Linked DNA regions of Mus musculus: all the other regions are linked to region 4. A link is a contact called in public promoter capture Hi-C data. All regions are on one chromosome and are shown on one strand. Each heading gives the region's core, a stretch centred on a gene start, on an enhancer-like site or on the middle of the called end of the contact. The rest is flanking DNA. Distances are from core to core; before and after follow the strand shown. Region 1 holds the start of Pik3r3 (phosphoinositide-3-kinase regulatory subunit 3). Region 2 holds the start of Eif2b3 (eukaryotic translation initiation factor 2B, subunit 3). Region 3 holds the start of Btbd19 (BTB (POZ) domain containing 19). Region 4 holds the start of St3gal3 (ST3 beta-galactoside alpha-2,3-sialyltransferase 3). Region 5 holds the start of Svbp (small vasohibin binding protein). Region 6 holds the start of AU022252 (expressed sequence AU022252). Region 7 holds the start of Mast2 (microtubule associated serine/threonine kinase 2).

Region 1 (3,752 bases), core at 1,121-3,620, 1.9 Mb before region 4:
TTTGGCACTCAGATATGGTGAAGTACAGACTGCTGGGAAGCCAGCCACAAATTAGAGTTGTTCTTCTAACATCTTCTACCTGAAGGAGCAGTTCAGGAGATTAAAATTAATGAGCCCTGCCCCAGAGCTGCTTAGCTTTTGAAATACATTTCAACTGAAGAGACAAAAGAAAGCATCTCCAGGATTCTAAAAGAATTCTAGTGTGCTTCTCTAATTTGTTTCCTTAGTGCTTTACCCTCTCTGTATTTTCTGAATTCTTGTCCTTTTACTTTGTATCCAGTTTGTACACATTTTGATTTTGACTGTTTCCTGGGCCTGTTTCAACTCAGTACACCCACATACACACACACACACACACACACACACACACACACACACACACACACACACACCCTCCCCCCCCCCCCCTTTTTTGTTTTTTTCCAGATAGGATTTCCTTGTGTAGACCTGGCTACCTTGGAACTAACTCTGTAGACTAGGCTGGCCTCAGACTTAGTTTTTGAACTCAAGAGATCTGCTTGCCTCTCTCTCTAGAGTGCTGGGTCTAAAGGAATGAGCCACCGTGACTGGCTTAACTCAGAGCACTTTTAAGAAAAGGTAGAACCCAGCTGGGCAGTGGTGGCGCATGTCTTTAATCCCAACACTTGGGAGATAGAGACAGGCGGATTTCTGAGTTTGAGGCCAGCCTGGTCTACAGGGTGAGTTCCAGGATAGCCAGGGCTACACAGAGAAATCCTGTTTCAACAAAACAAAGCAAAACAAAAACCAAACAAAAACAAACAAACAAAAAAACAAAACAAGAAAGGCAGAACCCTTTAGGAGGTAGAGGATTAAAAGTGGAGACCCTTCTAGAGGCCAGTCAATACACAGAGCTACTGAGGATAGGTTTTGCTCAAGCTTAAATCAGGTTGTCAACTCAAACACAATGGGCTTTGTTACTCCAGTGTAAAGAGGAAACAGCCGTTTTGGCCTCCTCAGACTGTATTGTATGGCAGGATGGCAATTCTAGGCACAGGTTAGCTATTCAGGGTTCCCCAGCAAGTTAATTAGCTGTTTCTGAAATGCATGAAAATGTTCAGCATTTTTTCTGAAGCAAGTCTCAGAACTTTAAGCTTGGAAGGAGGGACCTGTGTGTTAGGAAGTGGGAAACAGAAAAGCGCCTTTTTGGTAGGGGAATGCAACACCTGTGACTTACCACAGAAAACACACAGACACTGTAATTTAAAAAATCTATTTAATTCTTATTTCTTTATTTTCTGATTTGAGTACTAGAACTGGAGGGCTCGATGAGATGCCTCACTCTTTGCTTGAGCGTAACTATGGGTTCTAAAGTCCTTCAGTGTGAAGCGGAGTAGCGGGGGGGGGGGGGGATGACTCCCCAAGGAACATTCAAGGTTCAGGTACCCTCAGGGAGTGTGTGTGTGGGGGGGGTGGGGTGGGGGACGATGGGGATCTTGTCTGGACAGAGAGTCCTGCAAGTGGGCTTGGCGACCTTTGCTGTATCTGATGATTTAACACCGGGGTAGGGGAGGGCGAACGCAGCAAGGTGAAGAGGTTTGTGAGGAGGAACTCTGCCCAGAGACTTCCAATGGAGCAGAAGAGTGTGCGCCCCGCCAAGTGACAGCACGCCCCGCTGCCGCCGCTCCCCTCCCCCCGCAGCTAGTCTCCAGGCAGAAGAGTCTCGCGCCAGCCCGTTCTCCCCCTCGTCACTCGTCCGGGAGGACCGAGCCACAGCGGGAAGCCCCGCCAGTCTCCGGGCAGCTTGAGCCCCCGAGCGCTCGCCCAGCCTGTCAGTAACCGCCGTTTGCGCCTTCTTTCTTTCTCCACACCCCCTCTTCTTCCTCCTCTTTTCTTTTCCCCTCTGCCTTTGTCCCGCTTAGTAACTGAGGTCCGACCAATCGCCGCCTTACCGGCCGGCGCCGGCTATCTCCTGATTGGCTCGCTTGGGGCGCGCAGCCGTCTCCGCTCCTCAGCTGGAGCAGGGCAGACAAAAGACGCAGGCTCGGGCTCCGGCAACCGGGCTCAGCCAATCACCATCCGCCCCCCACTCTTGGAGGAGCTCGCGTGCGCCCGGCTCCGACTCCTGGCGAGCGGCCAGCGCCCGGACTGTACCATTCTGAGCGAGGCTAGGGGGTAATGGCAAAGTCTGATTAAAGTGTCGAGTCTCGCAGGCTGACGGGGAGAGTTAAAAGTCGAAGCGGAGGGTGGTGGCAGTCTTCATTTCTTAGGCACTTGACAATCTTTGCAGTTAAGGTGCAAAGGAGTGGAAAGGACAGTCGAGCTACCGGCTCTTCCTCCTGTCCTGCCCGGTTGGTTGGCGCCTCAGCGGGGGTGGCAAGGGGGGAGGGCGGGGGAGGAGGTCCCCTCAGCGCAGTTAAAATGAAACTCTAGTGGTTGGAGCCAGGGCAGAGCGTGAGGGGAGCCGGCGCTGTCGTGGTTACCTTTACTACTCGGGCACAGTCGAGCTGACTGGACTCTCCAAGGGGTCGCCATCCCGAAGCTGCGGAAGCTTGGGTTCCCAGCCTGACGCGAATAGAGCCCGAGTCCCAATCCCAGAGGGAATCGCTCTCCGCAGACCAGTGGGACCCCGAAACTTGAACGCAAACCCCCTTTTCAAGCCTTTGTCACTTCCCCAGCTTTCTCCCAACGCGTTCTTTTTTCCCCCTTCCTCTCCATTCTCTCTTCTCCGAAGGACACAAAAGTGGCTTCCGCTGAAAGATTAGGAGGCGGTGGGAGCTTTTCCCTTTGGAGAGCGATTGTGTAGGAAGGATTTTCGGGAAGCTGCTTTTTAACACCACTGCTCTTTGCTTTCCGAGCTTCCCTGTAACCCTCTGAGGTAAAAACCCCGTAGCTTGAAAGTTCGGGGTATTTTGTTGGGTGCTTTAGGAGGAGAGAAGAGGAGGACCTTGTCCTCATCCTAGTAGTTTGGCTGGACTTGTACTGGCCGTTGGAAACCCCCAAGTACATTTCCGTGTGGAACTTTTGCAAATATATATTTAGATTTTAAATATCAGATAAAAGATATATATGCTTTTTATATATTTCCCGACGACCTGCCCCTGACAGCGCGATGTACAATACGGTGTGGAGTATGGACCGCGATGACGCAGACTGGAGGGAGGTGATGATGCCCTATTCGACAGAACTGATATTTTATATTGAAATGGATCCTCCAGGTATTTGAGAGCAAACTTGTTATTTTTATTATTTTTTAAAATTTTTGGATGGGTCTGATTTGTGCTTAACAAAACCCCGGTGACGTTTTCAGGCCAGAAGTATTCTTGGGTGCGCCAGGTTCGGGATGAGGGGTAGATTGCAGTTATAGCTGCAGTAAAACTGCTCTGGCTTACACCTTTAAAGTTTGCAGTTAGGACCCTGATCCCATTGTCCTGAGGGGGTGGGGGCGGGGGGACTGGAGTGGGAGGAAAGACCCGTTTTGGTTTGGCCTTTGCATGTCATTCAGGGTTTTGACGGCCCTCCACTTTTTTTTTTTTTTTTAATCAAGATTTCTGCTGGCAAGGGATGTATTATAATCCATGCTTGAAGAATTTCCCTTTGTGGCGATTCCTTAAAGCTTATACTTTAGTGCAGTTATCTGCTATGGTTCGTTGTTATTTTACCTTGGTTAACTTTAGAAACTGAGTTGCCTTTGTGATTATTCATTTTGAGACTCCGTGCTTCTCTCATAGAAACCAAATGCCGGTTAGTGATTTTCAGGGATTGTGCGTTCTTATTCATTCATGGCCTTAGTC
Region 2 (3,317 bases), core at 398-2,897, 1.1 Mb before region 4:
AAGGTCCAGGCCCAGGCCTAGGCTCAGACTGTGAAATTCCAGTTTAGACTCATGCTCCCTTTAAGTTGTCACCGTTGTGGTGTCCCCACTCCCCACTCCTACTTTTGAGACAGGTCTCCTTATTTAGCTCAGGATTTACAGTCCTTCTCCCTCAGCCTTTGAGATCACAGACATGCAATACCATGCACAACCACACTAAAAGCTTTTATATGCCAATATGAAGACAGGACTGTAGGCCCTGGGCTGCAGACACCATGGGGCTTGTTTCCTCCTGTGCTATCTGAGTTAAGAAGCTATTAAAAAAGAGTGCTTCTGTCTCTGTTTTCTTACGTTATGTTCATTATACATTCCACAGAAAAAACTTATGTTCCTTGCTATAGCCTACAAGCCGGTGGGGTCTGAATTCTCTGGTCTCCTCCATCTGGCTCCCTCTGGTAGCCTTTACTCACCCACTTCCCCTCTCACTTTATTTCTGCTGCAGTGCCCTTCCTACTCTTTATTGAACTCCGGGGTTTCTTTTGGGATTTGTTTGTTTGTTGCTGTTTTTTTGTTTTTTTGTTTTTTGAGACAGGGTTTCTCTGTGTAGCCCTGCTGTCCTGGAAATCACTCTGTAGACCAGGCTGGCCTCGAACTGACAGACATAGGCCTGCCTCTGCCTCCCAAGTGTTGGGATTATAGGCATTCACCACCACGGGCAGGATCTTTGCACTTGCTGTCTAGTCAGCTTGCAAGGCTCTTTCCCAAGGCTCAACCCGACTTACTCTCTTCAAACCATTAAGTGCTATTGTAAGACCCCCAAAGCTGGGCCTCAGCTCAAGTCCCGGGATGAGCTGGCCCGCACCCCAATAACTCAACAGCTCTTCTCTGCCGGGTATCCTTGGTAAAATTACAATTATCGCATCTCTGGTTGTAAGGTATAGAAACAAAAAGGCTTTTTGCTGGCTATAGAGAACAAAGAGCTTCTTTCTAGCTGTATTTTTAGAGAACAGGGAAAACAAGCTTGGGGGAATGTTTTAGGGGCTTTACCTCCCAGGGAGAAACGCTCTAAGTCCGGTTCTCACACTATCAGAAATGAATTTATTGTTTGAATGGCTAAAGTTTGCTGACACAAAGGCCAAATCAGGCATCTTGCACACTAGAAGCCTAACCAACCGCTGGCTTGCAAGGGAATTTAGTAGGTGTTTTGTTTTGCTTTGTTTTTTTAAATTCTTGAATCTTCTATGAGTGTTGGTGCAGGTCTTTAATCCCAGTCTACCGGGGGCAGAGGCAGGGGAGATTGCAGCTGGCGGTTCTCTGTGAGTTCGAGGCTAGCCTGGTTTACAGAGTGAGTTCCAGGACAGCCAGGGCTACACAGAGAAACCCTGTCTTGAAAAAAAAAAATCACAAAACAAAACAAAAAGTATTGACAAGCCAAATTTACAGTGCCGTGAGGCTGGGATTTAGAATGGCAACTCCGAAACGTTAGAGATTGAAGGGGACATTTAACAAGCACTAGGCAGCAATACAGAAACTCCACGCCACGGCTCGTCGGTCGCTTGGTCTCCGGCACGCTCCGCAAGAGCATCCTTGCCTTCTGCCATCTATTACTCGGCACTCGTTCCTCCTTCCTGAGTCGGCGCGTCGTATCGAACCGCTCGGCCACCGCGCGCCTGCGCTCTTGGCTTGTCAGCCAGAGGCGGCGTGGGGAGCGCTGGGAGAGGCTGCGGCGTGCGGATAGCTGAGGTAAAGCCGGGGCTAGTGCGGTGCCAGGCGGGGCACGAGCTGGCTGAGCAGGGAGAGCGGCGCGCGGATGCTGGAAAGCCGGGTTCCTGTGAGGGAGGCCAGCTAGCCGAGCAGGACCCGAGTAGGCAGACAGGGACTGCGCTCCCGAAATCGCCGGGCGAGACACTGCCGGCCCTGGCCGTAGAGCCATGCGTCCCGACTGGGGGACTGGAGAGTCCAAGCCTTGTGCAACAGATGGAAAAACTGAGTTTCAGGGAGGGACAGTTCTGCCCGAAGTCACACCGAGTGAGCACTAGACTCCCTTGGTGCCTTGCTGACATGGTTTCCACATTATTTATTCGTCCCACATTTATTTGGGCTCAAGGCAGGGACTAAATGGGATACAGTAAGGCCCTTTTAGGCAGCGCGCAAAGGTTTGGCAAACCAATTACAATGCAGTAGCCGATCTTACAATTTAGGACAGAAGACGGCAACTGTGAGGAAGGCATGACTGGGACTCTGTAAACGCCTCCTGTAAAACTTGGAGGCTGGTGAGACTCATCGACTTGGTATTGGGAGTCACGACGGTAAAGTTGAAACTTTTAAGTCTAGCCTTATGATTGGTTAGGTTCATAAGTATTCTTGTTTCTTAGGTTGCGTCTTTTTTTTTTTTTTTCCTCCTTAACCCAGAGATTGAGAACAGGAACTTTAGGTTCTAGCCACCTGGGTTCCAAATGTGTTCTTGTACACATTTGAGCTTAACACTAATGTGGGGTTGCTGTGAGGTTCACAGATGCTCATTCCACATATAGTATCTGGCATCTGACTGGGTGTATCCTGACAACACATAGTCCCCAACTTCAAGGAACTCACTCTTAATAGGCATTTAAATGAATGCCTGCAGTGAAGCCTATAAAGGTTGACACAGTCCGTACAGAGTATAGTAGAAGCAGCAGGTGAAAGAAGTCCCATCATTGGTGTGCAAAAAGTTAGTTGTAGCTTCATGCTATGCAAGATGATTTCTGAGCAGAGTCTTTTTAAAGAGTTTTGCTACTTGGTTACTTGTCCCAGGAGAAAACCAGCCTAAAGCAGGAGTAGCCGTAGACCTGCAGTTCTGGCTGCTAAGGTGGTAAGACTGGGAATCACTTGAGCCCAGGAGGTTAATTCACACTTTATAACCAGGTATTGGCACTAGATTCACAAGCATCAATATGATGACCTCTAGAAGTGGTTCTAGAGTCTGGAACCACCAGGTTGCATGTACTGATCTGTAGTGAGGGTCACATCTAGGAAAGGCCATCACACTAGCTATGACAGCGTAATAATACCTGTCCACTTAAAAAGGACCTATAGGGGGCTGGAGAGGTGCCTCAGTGATTAAAAGCAGCGTATATTCTTCCAAAGGACCTAGGTTCAGTTCTCGGCACCTACATGATAGCTCAGAACCATCTATAACTCCACTTACAGGGGATCTGACTCCATATGTGCACTCAACACACACATAAAATTAAAAAAAAAATAAGTATTTGTTACAAAAGAAAACCCAGAGTTATAGCACAGTATATTTTAGTTGGTATAGTGTGTTTTCCGTGATCCAGCATCTGTCCAATAATATG
Region 3 (3,746 bases), core at 56-2,555, 1.0 Mb before region 4:
CTATGCTTGGTTCACAGGGGGCGGGGGGATGGGGGGGTAGGGGGATAGCAGAGCTCATGCAAGCCAGGTTGATGTCTCCCCAGTCTGAATCTTGGGGGAGAGGACACTCCTCTTGGGACGCCTTCACCAAATGCCAACTCAGCATTTTTACCCTTCTTCCTGTGGGAGGGTGTGAGGATGTGGGGTACAGAGCACACTGACTGCAGACAGACATGACAGTGATCACCATCATGAGGTGAGACCACATTTTCCATCTTCATAATCACTTCCGGCCCCAGCCTCTGTGTTAAGTAGGGGTAGGAGGCAGCAGCGAGCGCTTCAGCTTCCAAAGCCTCCTGCCTAAGGCTCCACTCTTCAGGCCAGACTGTGGCACCCTGTCCTCAAAAAACCGAGAATTATGGCAGTCTTAACCCTGGGGAGCAGGGCAGCCTCTGAGAGTCTGGGGATGGGAAACAGAGTTCTTGTCTCCCATGACCAGCCCTGCCCCCAGTGAACTCTATTCCTGGTTTCAGACAGCACTAGTCTCTTGGGCAAGCAGTGGGTGGTCGGAAACCTTGAACTACTTCCTGTCTGGGTCTCCGGCTCGATCCTTTGGGCTTCGTTCCTCTTATGAATCGCTAGAGCCATCCATACCTCTGTCTCTTCAAGATAAGACGTTCCAGTGCTCAGTCGAAAGCCCAATGGGGGTGAATCAAATCATAACCCATCTTTCAGGGCCGAGGGGGTGGAGGAGAAGCCAGAGAACTCAGGCATTGCCTGAGTTCACACAGCTGCCCTCCCTTCTATCTGCCACTACCCCCGCCTCTGACTCTCAGGGTAGTGTGGCCACAGACAAGTAAATTTCCTCTATAGCTGACTTCCTCACAGACTGAGTTCCCCAGGGAGGCCAAGTGTTCTTTCCCGGGCTTCCTTGCCCTTAGCCTCCTCAAATTCACAGGCCAGCTAGGGAAAACCCCCCAGGGGGCCACTGCCTCACCTGTACTGGGGGTTGTTGATGAGGCTTCGAAGTGCTGTGGAAAAGGGTGCAGCCTGCCCACGTACCACCAGTCCTGGGTTCTCCATAAGTGCAGTGGGCAGTAGGTTAAAGGGTGGAACAGTCTAGAAGGCCTAGCCAGGCCAAGAAAGACCTGAGAGGGAGGGCAGGAGCTGGAGGCCTGTTTGCCGAGGAGCTAAAATATAGGAGCAGAAAGGCCCAGGTCCTTAAAGAAGGCCTGAGGTTCAGGAAAGGGATGCAGATGCAGACAGGACCCAGAGAAGAAGCTGGGGCTAGAAAGGCCTATGATCCCGGGAGAGGCTGGTGGTGGATGAGGCCCAGGTTGGGAATCTGCCCAGGCAGCAGCTGGGTGGGAAGCCTGTGGGTTTCCATAGAAACTGGAGCTGAGCCTGAGGAGGCCCCGCCCATCTCCCTATACGCCCAGGGGGGGAAAAAAATCAGCAGTAGAAGGGCCCTAAGATGAGTCTGAGGGCCCTAGTGCTGGCTGGCTCCCCGCCTACACTGAGTTCAGAATCCAAGGCCTCTGCTTTTCTAATCCCTTCCCACGGCTGCATTTTAGAAACACCCGAGACATCACCCCATCAGGGAAAATTCTCAAACCTAAGTGTGGTTTTCAAGGCTCAGACTTAGCTTGCCTGGGAGGGGGCAGCCCCACACCTCCCAGAGCAGGGGAGGTGAGGTGTCAGTTCTAACAGGAGTAGCGCAGCCTCTGGCAGCCCCGAAAAGCAATCCCCCTAAGGAAAGAGGTGCTGCCTACAGGTCCCAGACACGTGAGTAGGTCAGCAAAGGTTAAGAAACCGGACTTAGAATCACTGAGTCATGGCCATGCCAGGCCTGGGTCCTTCCCGCTGAACCAATAGGCCTCCCTTCAGCACATAGCTCTGAACTAAGGAAGTCATCCAAGCCCCACCCTGCCCTGAAGCGGAAATGTTTGTCCTTGTTGAGGCTGCTGGGGAGAATGCTGAACCATGACGTGCTCTTTCCTGTGAGCCCAGATACTAAATTCCTAAGAAGCTGCCCCCGCAATCTCAAGGTTTTAGCATATCCCAGCCCCCCCCCCCCCCCGTGACTTATTCACAGATGGCCAGGCCAGATCCAGTGGCCCCCTGGTGGGTTTTCCTCTCGTGGACCTGTGAATTAGAGGAGGCTAGCTAAGGGTGAAGAGGCAGGGAGAGATTCATATGAAATAGTGGCTCTGAAACTAGGACCTTTCTGAACAGTGCACCTCTCTCGGCACCGGCTCCCTTAGCCTGTGATGCCCTAGAACTCCAAGCCCCCGTGGACCCTCTCTCCCTGGTAACTCAGAGCGCCCCTCCTTTCTGCAGGTGCCCATAGCAGGAACACTTAGGTTATTCCAGAGTTTGGCCAGGGGAAGGATTTCTGGGAGGGAGAGGTGTGCTTGCCACAGCCCCATGGTAACTGCACAACACAAGCCTTCCTCGCCCACAGGCCTGTCAGGCCAGCTCAGTGAAGACTGTGGGGCCAGCAGAGCTTGGAGGCCAAAGGCTGCAGGTGAGTCAGATGCCTGCGGGAGTTTCAGGGGAAGAGGGCATCCGTCTCATAGGTGATTCCGAAGGAGTTAGAGACCCAAGCAGGACGATGGAAGTTGCTTCTCCCCATGTCTCCCACCTCCAGATGCAGCCGGTGGAGAGGGAGAAAAGTCCCACCGTACACAGAGCAGGGAAGATGATTAAGTTCTCTACCTCTGAGGCTACAGAGAGCTGTGGGAGTGATGGAGTCGGGTCTGTCCCTTCTGGCTATTGAAGAAACCCAGAAACCAGCTTCATGTCCCCATTCTGCTGATGAAGTCAAGTGGGAGGAGAAAGGGGAAGTGGATCTAGCCTCCTGTGACCAAGGGAAAGGAACACTGGGTAGAGGTTCCATGACCATAGACTAAGCAGCCCCTTTCCTTGCTTGTGTCTCTCACAGCTCTTAACCGGCTCTAAGCACCTAGTAGGCACACAGCCCCAATCTGACCTACTTGTTCCAAACGTACAGGTAAGAAAGGGCTATGGAGTGGCTATAGACAAGGTATATATGCCTATAGTCTCCTAGGGAGACAGTGAATGTAGTCATGCCTATAATCCCACCATTCCGGAGTTGGAGGCAGGGAGATGGAGTTCAAGGCCAGCCTCAGGTACATAAAAGAGTTGACAACAGCCTTTGATCGCAGCACTCAGGAAGCAGAAAACAGATGGATCTTGATGAGTTTGAGGCTAGCCTGGTCTACAAAGCCAGTTCCAGGACAGCCAGGGCTACAAAGGGAAATACTGTTTTAAGAAAGAAAAAAAGAAAAAAGAAAGAAAAGCTGGGCAGTGGTGGTGCTCGCCTTTAATCCCAGCACTTGGGAGGCAGAGGCAGGTGGATTTCTGAGTTCCAGGCCAGCCTGGTCTACAGAGTGATTTTTCAGGACAGCCAGGGCTACACAGAGAAACCCTGTTTCAGAAAAAAAAAAAAAGGAGAGAGGAAGAGAGAGTTGGAGGCCATATGAGACCTTGTCTCAAACACACAAGAGGTCGTGTGAGCACACACTCAAAAAGAAAAGTGTCTACTTCACAGAGCAAGAGGCTGGATGTAGGGTGATCTCAGCCTATGAGGGCCACTCCTAAGTATGGATCTTCCAGCAGGCAGGTCCATGGCTTGCAGGACCCTGCCATCCAGACGCCAGGAAGAGGAGACTACCAAAGACCTGGCTCTGAAATTACCACCAGGGAAACCTGGAGGTCACCTGCCCAGCATTGATGAGACCCGA
Region 4 (3,756 bases), core at 239-2,738:
TCACTTCCACATCCTACAGAGGTCCAGAGAACAATCTCCATAATTTAATTGTCCAAGTTCCCCTCAAGTCTACACCTTGCACAAAACATAACACGGATTCAGTAGGCGCTTGACTGTGTGAGCAAGCTCACTAGTCTCTAGGAACACACTTGCTTTGCTTCATCATTAATAACTTGTTAGGAGACACAGACATCAGATTAGCGAAATGGAGCAACCAACACCACTTTATATTTCAAAATGTCTGTTATTTTAGGAGACTATATGAAACTCCCATCTGGTCATAAGGTTTTACTCCAATTTTTAATCCTCCAATCTTTCTTCTTTTCCTTTCTTCAGTCTTTTGAGACTGGGTCTTGCTATGTGGCTCTTGTTGACACGGTTTTATTATTCTATGTAGCCCAGGCTGGCCTCTGAAGCAATCCTCCTGCTTCAGCTTCTGAGTGCTATTACAGGTGTGCACCTACTACCCCGGGATCCAATTCCTCTGAGTCTTTAATTGAAAGTTTAGGGACACAAGTGGAATTGTCATGATGTCTACTGTGCTACATGTCAGGAACCTAACTCTAACTCGTGGCTTTTCCTTCCTTCTCAGCCCATTATCTATAGTGCTAATAATTCAAAGGACCTCAGAGAAATGTGTTAAGCACTCTTTGCTTTCTGGGATAGCAGCCGGCTCCCTTCATCGGTCACTCCCTAGGTTAATTACAGTGACTCAGTTTTACCACCTCCCCGTACTCTAGAGAAACAGACAAAAATTAAATTTATTGAGGAATCATAAAAATGGGTGCTACTGTAAAAAGGAGTCTAAACACATCTGTGGGACATCCGCCTAACCAAATCTACCGTCCTCACTAAGCTTTTCTCTCGCAAACAAGACCACTGAGAAGACAATGAGGAAGCACTCCAGAAGAAAGGGTAGCGAGAAGACGTACTTTGATAAACTGACCCGGTCGCTCCGAGGAGGATCTGGCCCCGGGGAAGGCAGAGATGACAACCGCTACTCTTGGTGACTCCCGCTAGGCTTTCCCCGGACTTTCTTGCGCTTGTCCCACAGCGGGTCCCGGGTGACCGTGACCCTCCTTTGCGCTCAGACTCGCGCGCCTGGGACACTGCACACAGGTGACCTCGGCGCGCTCGGCCCGGCTCGCGCGGCCCTCTGGCAGGCCTGGCCCCCACCCGGGCCCGGGCTTTGGTCCCCAGCGCGGCTCGGGCCGGTCTGGCCGGGGGAGGGGCGCGGCGGCCGAGAGCTGCTTCGGGGACGCAGGGCAGGCCTTACCGCAGCAGAGAGGGAGGCCGGGGGCGGGTGGCGCCAGGGCGCACGCAGAGCGCGGAGGCAATTGCAGCGCGAATAGCGGGGACAGCCGAGGGGACCCCAGAGGGAGCCCAGGACGCGGCAAGCTGCACGGGCGCCGCCATGGTGGGGACGCAGCGGCGGGACCACCAATCCTGCGGTCCGCCTCGGCGGCCGCGCCGGGGGTCGGGCATCAGCAGCCAATGGGAGCACCGGAACCGGGCGGGGCGCCAGGCAGGCCAATGCGAGGCTTCGCCGCAGGGTTGGGCGGGCCCGGACCCCGGAGACCCAATGGAAGCCAGAGGCCGAATCCATCCCCTCCCCATCCCCGGGCTATAGCTGGGGCTTGGGAGGAGCGCTGCGTGGAGCTGCGGTGCGTGGGGCTGCCCGGCTGCGGTCAGGTTTCCTCTGCTTCCCAGAGGAAGTCTTCTGTCCCTACTTCACCACTCTGCTGTCAGCCCCTGACGCTGGTGGTAACCTCTAGAACGCCTTCTGAAGCCCTATCCAATCCCGTGAGGGTAAGAGGCCTGCTAAGTTCAGGCGTGACCTCGAAGAAAGGTCGCAGATAGGCCACAAAGCCACCCCACATACCCAGTTCAGGAGGTCGCGCCCTCATTCTGCAGCGGAGTGCATTATCCTAAGGCAGAATTTAATACAGAATTTTCCCAAAGAGGAGGTGGGGACATAACTTGGCACTCTCAGATGCCAATCTTATACAAGGTATACAAGACATAAGTTTCTGCTTTGGCAAAAAGCTGAAGTGCAGTCTTTGGCTGTGGTGGGTCATGAACCCAGACTAGACTACACTGGCCAGGAAGTGCCTAAGGCAGACCCAACTTTGAAGTTGAGCAAGTTTAAAGCCCCAGGCCATCCCCAGCACCAGAAAAAAAAAAAAAAACAAAAACAAAACCACAGGCCAGTTTTATGAGACTTGGGAAAGTCCCATAGCTTTTTATGAACTGGGAATTTTCTTATAATAGGCCAAAAATATTTTTGAATGGTTGACTTAACTAATCATGGTAGTGGTGGTACGTACTTAACTACTCTCTAAACTGAAGCAGGATTAAACATTCAACAACTTTGTGGGTCTCAGTATCTTTGGGTTTTGTTTTGGTTTATTTTGTTTTTGTTTTAGTGTCTGCATGAATGTATGTCCCAGTGCCTGTGTATCCCAGAAGGCCTCATAGCCCCTGGAACTAGAGTTACAGACAGTTGCAAGCCACCAAGTGGACAGTGACAACTGAACCTGGGTTCCCCAGAAAAGTATTCTTAAGGGCTAAACTATCTCTCCATCCCACAGTGGGCTCTTCTTAGGGACAAAAAAGTAGAGAGGGCTGTCGGGTATAGCTTGGCAGTAGTACGTTTGCCTCAAACATTCAAAGGCTTGAATTCAATCCTCAACTCCCATAGAGCTGGGATTACACCAGGCACGAGATTATCCGGTCCTTTAGCAAGGCTGAGGTAATGAGACTCATGGGGAGGAACTACGGGTGCCTGAGGAAGTTAAGTTTTCCTCTCTTCCACGAACGCTCAGCCCCAGCCATTTTCCCCTGAAAATCCCCGAGTGAAGAACAGAGGGGCAACCTTCTTTCCTTGGCTCCAAGGATTTAGCTGTGAAAAAACATCTGTGAAACTCTTCTCTCTTTCCCCAGAGCCAATACTAAGTAGCAGCTCCCAGGCTACAGGGGTACCGAGCACATCATCTAGCACCGGGGCACAAAGCTCAGGCCAGCTGGAATACGGAGGCTGTGCAGAAAGGAGCCTCGCACCAGCTCAGGATCACCTCTTCTTGTCAAAGACTGGGTCTTCCTCCAGGGAAGCAATCAGCAACGACAAGCACTGCAGAGGGCAGCTTCTGCAATCCATGGGGAGATCAAGGGTCTCTTGCTATTCAAGCACCTACAGCATACTCTCCTGGTTCCACAAGGATGGAATCCTGATGCAGGAAGTGATCTGTATATCAGGATGCTGATGACATCAAAAGGGGTTTAAGTGAAACCTCTCTTGAGAAGACCGTAGTCCAATCCTTCCCGTTAACTCCTCCAGGAAAGCAAAAGGAGGTACAGAGAGCCACAATGCCCTGGATGCTCAACGGGCCACAGCACCCACCTCCGTGAACGGTGCCCACCTCAGCGAACAGCTTCCCAGCCCCTGCTCCACAGCCTGACCCAGGGCCACTTGGGCTCATGGGGCAGACCACAGTCAATCCTCTGTTCAATCCATTTTATTGCTAAGGACAAGGTAATGCACCGGTTTTCAAAATAATTTGGTTTATAGAGTTCATACGTAACAAAAAAGGGGAAGTATTATAAATCTGACTCCTGTATACAGAGCAAGGTATGAAGCCCTCCATATTGGGCCCAGGCAAACAAATTCAGGAACCTGTTTAACCCCTTCAATGTTGCCCTCTAGTCCCATCCCACCCCCACCCTCAACCAGCCCCACCCCACCCCTGACCAAGGGCG
Region 5 (3,685 bases), core at 582-3,081, 1.1 Mb after region 4:
TGATACCTCTTAAAAATGGAAGCATGTGGTAATGTGTGTGTTTATGTGTGTGTGCACACTCGTGTGGTTGTGTCCAGCTTTAAGGTTTTGAGATCTAGTACGGGATTGGACTCTGAAAAGAATGTAACAACTCAGACTTAGACTGAAAGCACCTCAGTGCCCATGGAGGCTTCCCAATGGAGGTAGCCCTGGCAGGTCTGGAATTTGCTAGGTAGACCAAGCTGGTCTTGGACACACAGGGACCCATTTGCCTTTCCCTCTGGAGTGCTAGGAGTAAGGGTGACAGAGAGACTAAAAAGCAGGTCTGAATGTGTCTCCAGAGGCCAGTGTCTTCTAAACCCTGTCTAAAATGCTTGTTTAGCACTTACTAGCTGGGTAATCTTGGACTTAACTTTTCCATGCCTGTTCCTGTTTAGAAATCATATTGGTACACATATCTTTATGAGGAACAGGGGACTTAATAATGCAATGGCCTCAGAGTATTGCCTAGAACAGAGGAAGCCCCAAGGGAAGCAGTTATTGTTATTTCTCAGGCTCTTCTCCTCCTTGGCACCTTTCTTGCTAACATAACAAATGAAAATGATAGCTAGAAATTTTAGTTTACACCCTTTTGATTATCCGTGGGGCTGTTTCTCTCCCTCCTTCTCCCTCTACTTCCACCTCTCACACTCTGTGTGTGTGTGTGTGTGTGTGTGTGTGTGTGTTGGCTGATATACTTCTGATTCCTGTGGTGGTTTGAACATGTTTGACTCAGGGAGTGGCACTACTAGGAGATGTGGCCTTGTTGAAGGAAGTGTGTCACTGTGGGGTTGGGGTTCGAGACTATTCTCCTAGCCACGTGGGAGACAGTCTTTTCCTATTTGCCTTCAGAACAAGATGTAGAAAAATGGCTCAGTGGTTAAGAGCACTTGTTGCTCTTGCAGAGGATCTGGTTTTGGTCCCAGCACCCACAACTGCCACAAATGGCAGCTCACAACTGTCTTTAATATCAGTTCCAGGGGATTCTATATCCTCTTCTGGCCTCCAGCACCATGCCTGCCTGCACACTGCCATGCTTCCTGCTATGATGCTAATGGACTGAACCTCAAGACCTGTAAGCCAGCCCCAATTAAATGTTGTCCTTTATAAGAGTTGCTTTCGTCATGGTGTCTTTTCACAGCAATGGAAAACCTAACTGATACAATTTCTGTCCGGCTGAGGGTATAGCTCAGTAATAGAAGGCTTTGCCTAGCACATGCTCTGGGCCCTGAATTTGTTTTGTTTTGTTGAGACAGAGTCTCACTGTGTAGCTTTGGCTGGCCTGGAACTCATTATGTAGACCAGGCTGGCCTCCAACTCATAGAGATGTTTGTGCTTCCCCTTCTCAGTGCTAGGATTAAAGATGTGCACCACCAAACTGGGCTAGGGGCCCTGTATTGATAGATAGATAGATAGATAGATAGATAGATAGATAGATAGATAGATAGATAGATAGATAGATAGATAGACAGATCATTTTTTTCAAAGCTTTCAAAGCATTGTGGTAAACAGGATTCCATTTGATCCTCCTTATAGATCTATAAATCAGGAAGGAAGCAATCAGCAGTCCTGACTTTCTTGATTTAGAACCTGATGCTCAGAATTCCAGTGCTAGCCAATTTCAACCACAGGAATCAGATTCTGCCTTTCAAAGCCTTGCAGTTGTCCCAGAAACTAGAAGCCCGGAAAAGCTTTGGTTACTTGTAAGAATGTCCCTGCCCCAGGCCCCGCCCTCCAGCCCCAGGCCCCGCCCTACTCGCCTCCGATCCCGCCCCTCCCGCTCCGGCCACGCCCAGGTGTGCTCGCTGCGCGGGCGCAGTGGCTCCTGCGGGAGGGGCACCTCAGGCCGCGGCCCCGCCCTCCCCGGCGCGCCCCGCCCAGTCCAAGGGCAGCGGGCTGGGCGCTGCGGTCCCGCGGAAGGGGGGAGCTAGGGTGAACCCCGCGTGGGGGCTTGTCTACGACGTGGCGGAGGCCGTGAGCCCGAGGCCGGGTAAGGAAGCGCACGGACCCCCGAGCCGCCATCTTGCTACGGAGGGGCCGGGCGGGCGAGCGGGCGGGCGGGGCTGGCAGAGGGGGCTGCCGCGGACCGAGTGGCTCGCCCCTCGGCCTCTGAGACCCGGCCCTACCGTACGCCCCCGGGTTGGAGCTGCTTTCTCGGGCCTTCTCATCTGCTGCTCACCCGGGGTTGGTAGGGAAATGGCCAGGAAATGACTACTGTCCCATTGTGCAGGAAACTGAGACTCAGAAGTGAGGAGACTCGACTAGGAACGCACAGCAAGGTGCTGGCAGTGGGACTCCAGGGCACCCTGCCTCACCTGCCAAGCTAGGGAGTTGGGAGAAAGGACTAGCAAGCGGTTCTCTTTTTGTACCATCAGGTCAGAGCTAACCAAGAAGCATTCAGAAGCCAAACCATGGATCCACCTGCCCGGAAAGAAAAATCCAAAGTTAAAGAACCAGCCTTCAGAGTGGAGAAGGCTAAGCAGAAATCTGCCCAGCAGGAGCTGAAGCAAAGACAGAGAGCAGAGGTGAGATGAAGGAGGGAGCTCTGTATGCCTGAGCGAGCTGGAGAGGGTGCTGGAAGAAAAAAAAAAAAAAAAAAAAACCAGCAGAGGAAACTTTACTAGGGGTCCCTGCTTGTCCCAGGCATTGGTCCCCCCAGAGGGAGAGAGTCCAGCCAGGTCCCAAACGGTGAAGCGGAAGCCCAGAGTCACATACCAAGTTAGTGTCAGAATCCCAAGCTGGACCGGGTCTCCAGTTGCCTCCTGGCGCAAAGCTTTTGTGTTAGTGATCTGAGGAATGCATGAAAAGAGAAGAGGGTAGCTATGGGTGGGAGAGGGATCAGGGTGGGAGGAGAAAATGAACAAATGAATGAAGGAGAATGCTTGAAGTGCCAGTGTGACCCGTGACCCGGTACACATGGGCATTTGGTGCAGAGAGTATCTAGTTGGTGAGCGGGATGGAAAAAGCCCTCACTGGAGAAGCCTGACAACCTGAGAATCCATACATATGCGGAAGAAGAGAAGGTCTACATAAAACTGACCTCCACACTTGCTGTGGCACACACACACACACACCACCACCACCACCACCACCACCACCACAGCTACAGCAACAGCAGATTTAAGTGTCTGCTCATGACCGTGTAAAGGCCCAAGCTATGAGCCCACCAGTGTGCTTCTTTGTTCTCTCAACACTTAACAATCATTTAAAGATAAAAGGCTTTAAAATGTTTACATGGCTAAGGAACCACATCCAGACACGAGTATTTTAATATCCAGTATTAGGGAAACGCTTGCTGGTCTTTTCTGCCTCTTTGTTGTGTGTGCTTGTGAGGACATTTAAAGTACAGGAGACACCTGCATATTCAGCTTCTCAGACTGGTAGTGGTTAGTAGTAGTATCGCATTTTCCTAGAATTTTCCTAAGATAAATAAAGCCACATAGAAATGTGACATCTCCTTTGACTGTTTGTCCTATACCTCTTCTCCCTCTCTGTGGCTAAGCCCTTTTGTTTAATGCATTTCCATTCAAATAGATGAATACATTACCTGTGCGAGTATGTTTTGTTTGCATGGCATTTTAGAGATAGTCATACTACTCTTAAGAATCTGTTTTCTTTGTTCTTTATAGTGTCTACATTATAAACATATTTTTAAAAAGATGTGTTT
Region 6 (3,573 bases), core at 495-2,994, 1.1 Mb after region 4:
ACATGGTGGCTCATAACCATCTATAACAGGATCCAATGACTTCTCCTGGTGTCTCTGGCGAGAACGGCAGTGTACTCACATATATAAAATAAATAAATCTTAAAAAAAAAAAAAAAAAGCTGTGTTCTCTCTGTGGCTGAGTCCACTACCGTCACTCTGAAACTCAAAGTGTTGATTGCCCAAGATTTTGTCCCTAGCTACCTCCCTCCAATAGCAGCCTGATTAAACAAACACGTGATAGTCTTCTAAGCCTGTTTTTGAGCCCACCTCTCTTAAAAAAAAAAAAAAAGTAAAGTTTTAATTAAAAAGGTTTTTCTAAACATTTGAATTTTTCTTAAATACTACAACAGACATTTTTTGTGTGAGGGATTTTTGGCATGTCAATCATTAATTTTCTTGATCAAAACAAACTCTTGAACACGATAACTGCCAAATAAGCTAGTTTATACAAGAGAAAGAGAACACTAGAAGCTTTTAAAGCAGCCAGGCTCCGACACTGTAAAAGAGTCTTCAGGGGAAGTCTTGCTAAGAGAAGGAAACTGGAGTCCCACTTAGCCCTATGAGCCTCTCCACCTCAAAGATCTCATTTTACAGATCCAGAGCTCCAGAGAGAAACAATCAAAACCAATCTGTCAAAACTTCTACGGTCTTTTCCATTATTTTGCATATCTTCTTTATTTTACCTATTATGGAAACCGACGCCTAAGCTCTGGACATAGTAATACTGACTGTATCCACTGAAATTCACCATGTGTGACAGCGACCCTTGTAATACCCAGCCTTTGGGAGGCTGAATTCAAAGCCAACCTGGGCTATACAGCAAATGAAACTACCTCCAGTTTTATTGTGTGTGGTCTTTTTTTCAATAGGAATTTTACCCTGTGCCTTTTTGCATGCTGTTTTTGGTAGTGCTAAGAATCAAATTCAGGGCTAGGCAACAGTAAACTACAACCCCAGCAGTTTTTGTTTTATTTTGTTTTGTTTTTTTAAAAAGGAAAGAAAGAGCATATATTTAAGTTCCACAAGCTCCTGGGTAACAGATAAAGACCTTATGGGAAGCAGAATAAAATGTGACTATTTAAGAATTTGGTATAGAAGCCATACATTTAATCCCAGCATAGGGTTTTGGGGTTGGAGGGTGGGGGAGGAAGGTGGATCTGTCAGTTCGAGGCCAGCCTAGTCTATAATATAGAGAGTTCCATGACAGCCAGAGTTATGTAGAAAGGCCCTGTCTCAAAACAAACAACAACAGAGGAATTGGGATAGAGTGATCCTCTTCGTGTGAAATGGAATGGTAACTTCAGTACTGCCGAGTTCACAGGCTGTCCCGAGCCCAAAGAGGCAGGGTAAAGTACGGAGATGGCTATTCCTCACCTTCTGCACCTGCTCGGCGAGCGCCACGAGGTCTAAGGGGTCCCCGACCCGGTGGGTGTGGTAGGGGCTCACCAGAGCCAGGCCGCCGGGGGTCGGGGTGAGCTCCACCAGGGCTCCTGCGATACACACCCGAACACAGGCGTAAGTTGAAACCCTCAGCCTTCCGTGAGCCAGCAGGAAAGAGCCACCCGGCTGCGACCTCCTACCCAGGCAACTCAGTCCCACCTACCTCCAGGACCCGCCGCCTCCTTCACCCCCAGATTTCCCGTACCACTTTCGTACCGGCCGGGAACCCCGGGGTCCGCCATAACAGCACCTCGGTCCCACCACCCGCAGGGAGCTCAGTCTAAAGCGCAGGCGCACAACAGCTTGTGGGCGGGGTTTTCTCGTTCTCAGTCCATTGAGCTGTGCGCATGAGATTAGAGGCGGAGCCTCACGAAGAGTAAGTGTTTGGATTGGTTGAAAGCAAGAGGCGGTACAAGTTTCCTTGCCACGAGCTTCTGGACTTGGGGCGTGGCTCGTCTCTGGGCGTGGCTTCTGTGGGGGGCGGGACTCTGGAATGTGCCCCAGGCGAGCAGTCCCGTTAAGTGGAGGAGCAAGGCCATGGCGGTGAGCGAAAGGAGGCTGCTGGCAGCGATGCTAGCGGTCGCCGCCGCCGCCGCCTTACGGGTTGCGGCGGAGTCTGAGCCGGGATGGGACGTGGCAGCCCCTGACCTGCTTTACGCAGAGGGGACCGCGGCCTACTCGCGCGGGGACTGGCCCGGGGTGGTCCTGAACATGGAGCGGGCGCTGCGCTCGCGGGCGGCCCTGCGTGCCCTCCGCCTGCGCTGCCGCACACGCTGTGCCACCGAACTGCCGTGGGCACCGGACCTGGATCTCGGTCCGGACCCCAGCCTGAGCCAGGACCCGGGCGCCGCCGCCCTGCACGACCTGCGCTTCTTCGGAGCCGTGCTGCGCCGTGCCGCCTGCCTACGCCGCTGCCTCGGGCCGCCCTCTGCCCACTTGCTGAGTGAAGAACTGGACCTGGAGTTCAACAAGCGGAGCCCGTACAACTACCTGCAGGTCGCCTATTTCAAGGTGCGACTGGTCCGGAGCCCGGTGGCCGGGAGCGACCTGGGGAACTTGGGGAGCAGAGCAGGGATGAGACGGCAGGGAGGCAAGGGACCTCTTGGCTAGGGAGCTCTTGGCGGACTTTGGGAGCTTCACCCGGTTCTTATGGGCAGATGCTAACCCTAAAGGTCCAGCCAGTAGTGACAGCCCAAGCCAAGAAAAACCTGACCTTTTTCTTTTGGGAAGGCCTCCTAGAGGGAACCGAGGCGGCCGCTAGGGTCTCCCAGCAGTACTTCATTGCAAGTGTCCAAGTGCTTCTGCAACATCTTCCTTCCGGTTCGTTCTCCAATCATGCTTTCCCTGCTCCCTAATCCAACAGCAGCGCTCTTTCAGGACGTGGGATTGCCACGTCGCCAGCAGGGGCTGCCTGGCTCCGCCCTGTGGAGGACCCTCTAGCTAGTATTTTTGGGTTTTTTGTTTTTAAGAAAATGACTGTCTTTTGGGATGCCACAGCGATTTAAGGCCAAGTCAATAAGCGGGCTTGGAACGCCAGCCTTGTCTGCCCGTGATGACTGGTAACATATATTTCCAGGACTCCGTTAAAGCACTTTACGTTTGTTTATTGCCTCATTTGCCCTGATACATACAGTATCCTTTGAGTAAATGATATTAGTCCCATGTTAGGGGGGTGGGCTGCTCATGCAGACTACATAGCTACAACAGTTTCACAGACCTTTCAGTTCTACCTAAAGAAAGACTTAGAGGCTCGTGGGGACCTCAGATTTCTGCTTTGTCCCCTCGGTTCCTTCTGGTTACTGGAAAGCATGCTGGGATGACTGGGTTCTTACTGATTGGGTCATGCCACTTAATAGCACTACTTAAAATTCGTTGCCATTTATTGAGCACCTACTACATTCCAGTTCTTGGACAGGTGGTTAAAATGATTGCTCCTTTGTTTTTCCTTGTGTCACTGCTAGGAGTCACTGTACTAAGGGCTAACAAAAAAGGTTATGTAGCTAAGTTAGGACTGGGGGGAGACAAAGGAGGGAAACTCCAGCTTTGCCTCAGTTAAATTAGGCCTGAGAGAGAGGAGCCACTGAAGAATGGTTATTCCCCAGAGAGGGGAAATTGGAGCTAGAGTGTGATATA
Region 7 (3,563 bases), core at 577-3,076, 1.7 Mb before region 4:
CAATTCCCCACCACCCATGTGAGAGCTCCAACTGTATATAGCTCATTACCAGGTAATCTGACACGCTCACACAGAGATACTTGAAGGAAAAACACCAGTGCACATAAAAACTAAAAGTAAATCATAAAAAAACTTAAAAAGAAAATAAGGGCGGGGCGGAATCAAACAGCCTTAAGCACTTTACTGAAGCATGCATTAAGGTCAACCGCACCAGGTAAACTAAGTCAGTAGAGGAAATATATTTCAAAAGTTTTGAACGGGTACTAGAGGGGGATTACACAGTCAGCAGTCTAGAAGCCATGACAAAGACCAAAAGAATCAAGTGGGGAGACAAAAAGCGGAAAATTTTAAAACCATAGGCTAACAGAGTGTAATTCAAAGCAATGATGCATAGGAACATTTACTTTATATGAGGAGCAAGATAGGAGACCTGGAACTTCAAAGCCTCAAAGATGGGGTCTCAACTGGGGTCTGAAGCAAAGCTGTACAAAAGCAATGCTGTCAGGGGAGTTCATTACTACAGAACATTCTTTCTAAAAATCCAACGAGATTACGTATCTTACAAAGTCCCTGTCAATATCGTTTCACTGAACTTCCTTCAGCTGTGAGTAGCAAGTTTATCCTAATATTGGCGACCTTTATTCCCTACTCATAAATACACCTACTATTGTCTACTAAATTACACATCCTGTACATTCGAGAATCCCATGAGTACTTTTACATTTTATCTCTTTTCCCATTAAGGGTAAACTAGAAAGCAGAGCCTTCATCTACAGATTCTCTGTCCACAGCACCGGCCTTGAGACTGGACACATTCAGGCACTTTTTATAGTGGTTTTAAAGTGGTAGATAGTTACTGAGGAGAACGTTAACGATTCTGAATACTTGCTTATAAAAGTATAATGGCCACCAAATGAGAATGCTTGCAAATGCCCCGTTTTTATAACTGTGGGGATAAACTCTAAGACCAGTCAACACTATCAAACTGGCATTTCTCCCTTAAAACTATTCACGCCTCTAGATAACTCCATTTAGTAAACCTACTCTTTGCTGCTCATTCACCCTGCCCACATTCCAGCACCCATTCTCTCCATCCAGAGCCCCAGGCTACCCCCCAAGACCATTTTATTCATTCCTCAGACCCGCCCTACCCCACGTCCAACTGCAACCCCAGGCCCCCACCTTCATTTCTCCACTCCCCTTTCCTCAGCCTCGTCAGACCTCCCACTCCTCCTAACCGACTCAGTAGTCCCCACCCTCACCACCGCAGCCCGATCCTCCCGCGAGGACCCCTCCCCCACGGCGCCCACCCTCGCTGGCGGACCCCAGCCCACCTTACCTGCTCCCTGCTGTCGTGCCCCAAAGGCCCGCTCCGCTCCTCCAGTAGCTGCCTCCCGGGCGGCGCTCGCCGGCGCGGGGGCAAAGACTGCGGCTGGGGCAACTCGGCCGTCCGCGGAGCCGCATCCTCCCGGCGGGCGGGTGGCGGCTGCGGCCGCTCGCGGCAGCGGCTCCGCTTCATCTCCGCGTCTGGGCCCCGCGGGCGTTAGCACCGCGACTGCGCCGGCCTGGCTCGGCCCCGGGCCGCAGCGCTGCCGCGGCAAACCCGGTCCGCGGCCAACATGGCCCGGCGGGCACTTGAAGCCACCCGCACCCGGCCCGCGGTTTCCCCGCGCTTCCTGTGGGCTGAGGCGCCGAGACCTTCCCGGCGCGCCTCACGGAGGCAGCATAGCCGCCGCCGCCGCGCCCTCCGCCGCCCGGCACACGCTCGGCCGGCCACCCGCCGCCGCCGCGGGCTCCGCCGCCAGCCGCCGGCCCGCCAGCCCGCCCGGCCCGCCCCTCGCGCGCGTGCACGGCAAGCCCGCCTGCCGCCCACAGAGCGCGGCCAGCCGTGCACGCGCTGGCGAACGGTCGCGAAGACCCGCCCGCGGCCGCGCCGCGCGCTCTGAAGCGGAAGGGGGCGGGGCTCCCGGCGCGCCCGCGTCGGCTGCAGGACGCCCTTTGATTCTTCCATTCATCCCTTTGGTACACACTGCCTGCCGGACTGAACGCTGTCCAGACTGGGAAAAGACTTCCAACGGGAGGGGGGACACCAACACTCTATTTACCAGCAGATGCTCACCTAGTTCTCCCCTACGCTTCAGAGACTAGTTAGCTCATCCTCATGTTAGAAATAAGGAGACTGAGATGTAGGGAAACGAGCCCAGTCACAGACATATCAATATGTCCCAATAAACCCTCCCATTAGTTGAGGGTTCCCATTCTTGTCGCTCTGTCTTGTTTACACTGCCTTTGACAGTTCCACACAGTGTGACAGTGTGTAAAGTCCTGTAAAAGAAGTGATGTATTCCTTAGGGGTGCGAGACTAAAAAGGCTTTGGAAGATCTGGGCTTCCCACTGACAATGAAGTCATCCTGTAGACACGGTCCAGCCTGCTGCGGCCTGGGCAGCCTGACCTGCCCCTTCCAATGACTCATCTGCTTTAACAACACGTGGCAGACAGCTCAGCCATGCCTGGCCTCCTTCTGGCTTCAGCTAGTCTGCCACAACGCTGTTTTTCCTCTTTTGACCTAACCAGAGTTCATTCCCAGAAGCTTTTCCTGCCTGTTTCATTCATGTATCTTTAGCCTCCTCCCTGAACCCTTTCTGAGCAGTAATAATGACTAATACGATGGAGCCTACTGATTTCAGACACTGCATTCAATTCACATACACATAATGAGGTCATTGCAGTGTTCATTGTACAGTGGAGGGAACGGGGTGAGTTATAGTGCAAAGAGAACTCAAACGAAGGCCTGTGAGGTACCAGAACACACACACATAAGCAGTGTGTGGGACAACCCATGAAGCTATCTTCTACGTTCCCTGTCCCAGGTCCTCCCCATGCATCCAGTTGACTCGGTAGAAACAGAAAGCCATCCTTGGTTCCTTCCTTCTTCTCATCTCTCATATCTAATAATGAACAAGGCCTGTTGGTCTGTAAACTCGATATCTTTCCAATCTGCCTTCTCCTTTCATCCCATTTGTACTAACTTACCCAGCTCCGCCTTCCCTCACCTGTTTAAGTGGGAAATTCTCCCAACTAGTTCCCCTGCATCAAGTCTTATTCTCTTAGGATCCATCTTCCCAAAGACTCTCATAAAAATCTCTGTAATACTGTCTTTGCTTAGACTAGTAAAATAAAGCTCAAGATGAAGTATACACTTTCTTCTTTTTCTTTGTTTTTTGTTTGTTTTTGTTTTTGTTTTTGGTGACAGGGTTTCTCTCTGTAGTCCTGGAACTCACTCTGTAGACCAGGCTGGCCTTGAACTCTGAAATCCACCTGCCTCTGCCTCCCAAGTGCTGGGATTAAAAGTGTGCACCACCACCGCCCAGTCAAGTGTACACTTTCTAAGGCAAGGCCACCATCCAAAATCCATTCTCTGCCTGCCTCTTTTTTTCTATTAGCCCATGCTGTTGCCACTATTGCCACTATTTATAGTTATCTCTGCTACATGATAGGGCCAGCACACTCTTGCTTACGAAGAACAGAAACACATGCTGAATCTGGAGTGGCCACATAGGAG

What was found. Promoter capture Hi-C pulls out the DNA fragments that hold promoters and counts their contacts. Capture Hi-C pulls out chosen DNA fragments and counts their contacts.
Region 1: a promoter capture Hi-C map of pre-B cells shows a contact between it and region 4, with 5 times the contacts expected there. The contact joins the promoter of Pik3r3 here to the promoter of St3gal3 in region 4. A contact is called at or near these places in 2 of 39 promoter capture datasets (cranial neural crest and pre-B cells).
Region 2: a contact with region 4 is called in a promoter capture Hi-C map of pre-B cells, with 2.0 times the contacts expected there. The contact joins the promoter of Eif2b3 here to the promoter of St3gal3 in region 4. A contact is called at or near these places in 3 of 39 promoter capture datasets (hippocampal neurons, liver and pre-B cells).
Region 3: a contact with region 4 is called in a promoter capture Hi-C map of pre-B cells, with 5 times the contacts expected there. The contact joins the promoter of Btbd19 here to the promoter of St3gal3 in region 4. A contact is called at or near these places in 4 of 39 promoter capture datasets (the C10 cell line, hippocampal neurons, liver and 1 more) and 1 of 484 Hi-C or Micro-C datasets (B cells).
Region 5: a promoter capture Hi-C map of cranial neural crest shows a contact between it and region 4. The contact joins the promoter of Svbp here to the promoter of St3gal3 in region 4. A contact is called at or near these places in 3 of 39 promoter capture datasets (cranial neural crest, hippocampal neurons and stem cell-derived epiblast-like cells).
Region 6: a contact with region 4 is called in a promoter capture Hi-C map of adipose tissue. The contact joins the promoter of AU022252 here to the promoter of St3gal3 in region 4. A contact is called at or near these places in 3 of 39 promoter capture datasets (hippocampal neurons, liver and pre-B cells), 1 of 115 datasets of contacts at active chromatin or transcription factors (astrocytes) and 1 of 9 other capture datasets (adipose tissue).
Region 7: a contact with region 4 is called in a promoter capture Hi-C map of hippocampal neurons, with 4 times the contacts expected there. The contact joins the promoter of Mast2 here to the promoter of St3gal3 in region 4.

What each region holds. Positions count from the first base shown.
Region 1 is chr4:116,219,238-116,222,989 of GRCm38.p6, forward strand. Pik3r3 (phosphoinositide-3-kinase regulatory subunit 3) reads left to right here and starts at 2,371. Exons shown (of 10, transcript NM_181585.6): 1 at 2,371-3,176. The coding sequence starts at 3,071.
Region 2 is chr4:117,017,755-117,021,071 of GRCm38.p6, forward strand. It overlaps Eif2b3 (eukaryotic translation initiation factor 2B, subunit 3), which reads left to right and starts at 1,648. Exons shown (of 12, transcript NM_001111277.2): 1 at 1,648-1,722.
Region 3 is chr4:117,124,353-117,128,098 of GRCm38.p6, forward strand. It overlaps Btbd19 (BTB (POZ) domain containing 19), which reads right to left and starts at 1,306. Exons shown (of 8, transcript NM_001384196.1): 1 at 977-1,306. The coding sequence starts at 1,062. It overlaps Tctex1d4 (Tctex1 domain containing 4), which reads left to right and starts at 2,461. Exons shown (of 4, transcript NM_175030.2): 1 at 2,461-2,506; 2 at 2,630-2,736; 3 at 2,924-2,992; 4 at 3,619-3,746. The coding sequence starts at 3,630.
Region 4 is chr4:118,133,458-118,137,213 of GRCm38.p6, forward strand. It overlaps St3gal3 (ST3 beta-galactoside alpha-2,3-sialyltransferase 3), which reads right to left and starts at 1,489. Exons shown (of 12, transcript NM_009176.5): 1 at 933-1,489. It overlaps Kdm4a (lysine (K)-specific demethylase 4A), which reads right to left. Exons shown (of 22, transcript NM_001161823.1): 22 at 3,547-3,756.
Region 5 is chr4:119,193,479-119,197,163 of GRCm38.p6, forward strand. Svbp (small vasohibin binding protein) reads left to right here and starts at 1,832. Exons shown (of 3, transcript NM_024462.2): 1 at 1,832-2,008; 2 at 2,394-2,543. The coding sequence starts at 2,430.
Region 6 is chr4:119,230,980-119,234,552 of GRCm38.p6, forward strand. AU022252 (expressed sequence AU022252) reads right to left here and starts at 1,745. Exons shown (of 5, transcript NM_001012400.2): 1 at 1,604-1,745; 2 at 1,375-1,490. The coding sequence starts at 1,682. It overlaps P3h1 (prolyl 3-hydroxylase 1), which reads left to right and starts at 1,936. Exons shown (of 15, transcript NM_019783.2): 1 at 1,936-2,451. The coding sequence starts at 1,978.
Region 7 is chr4:116,462,397-116,465,959 of GRCm38.p6, forward strand. Mast2 (microtubule associated serine/threonine kinase 2) reads right to left here and starts at 1,827. Exons shown (of 30, transcript NM_001369061.1): 1 at 1,340-1,827. The coding sequence starts at 1,519.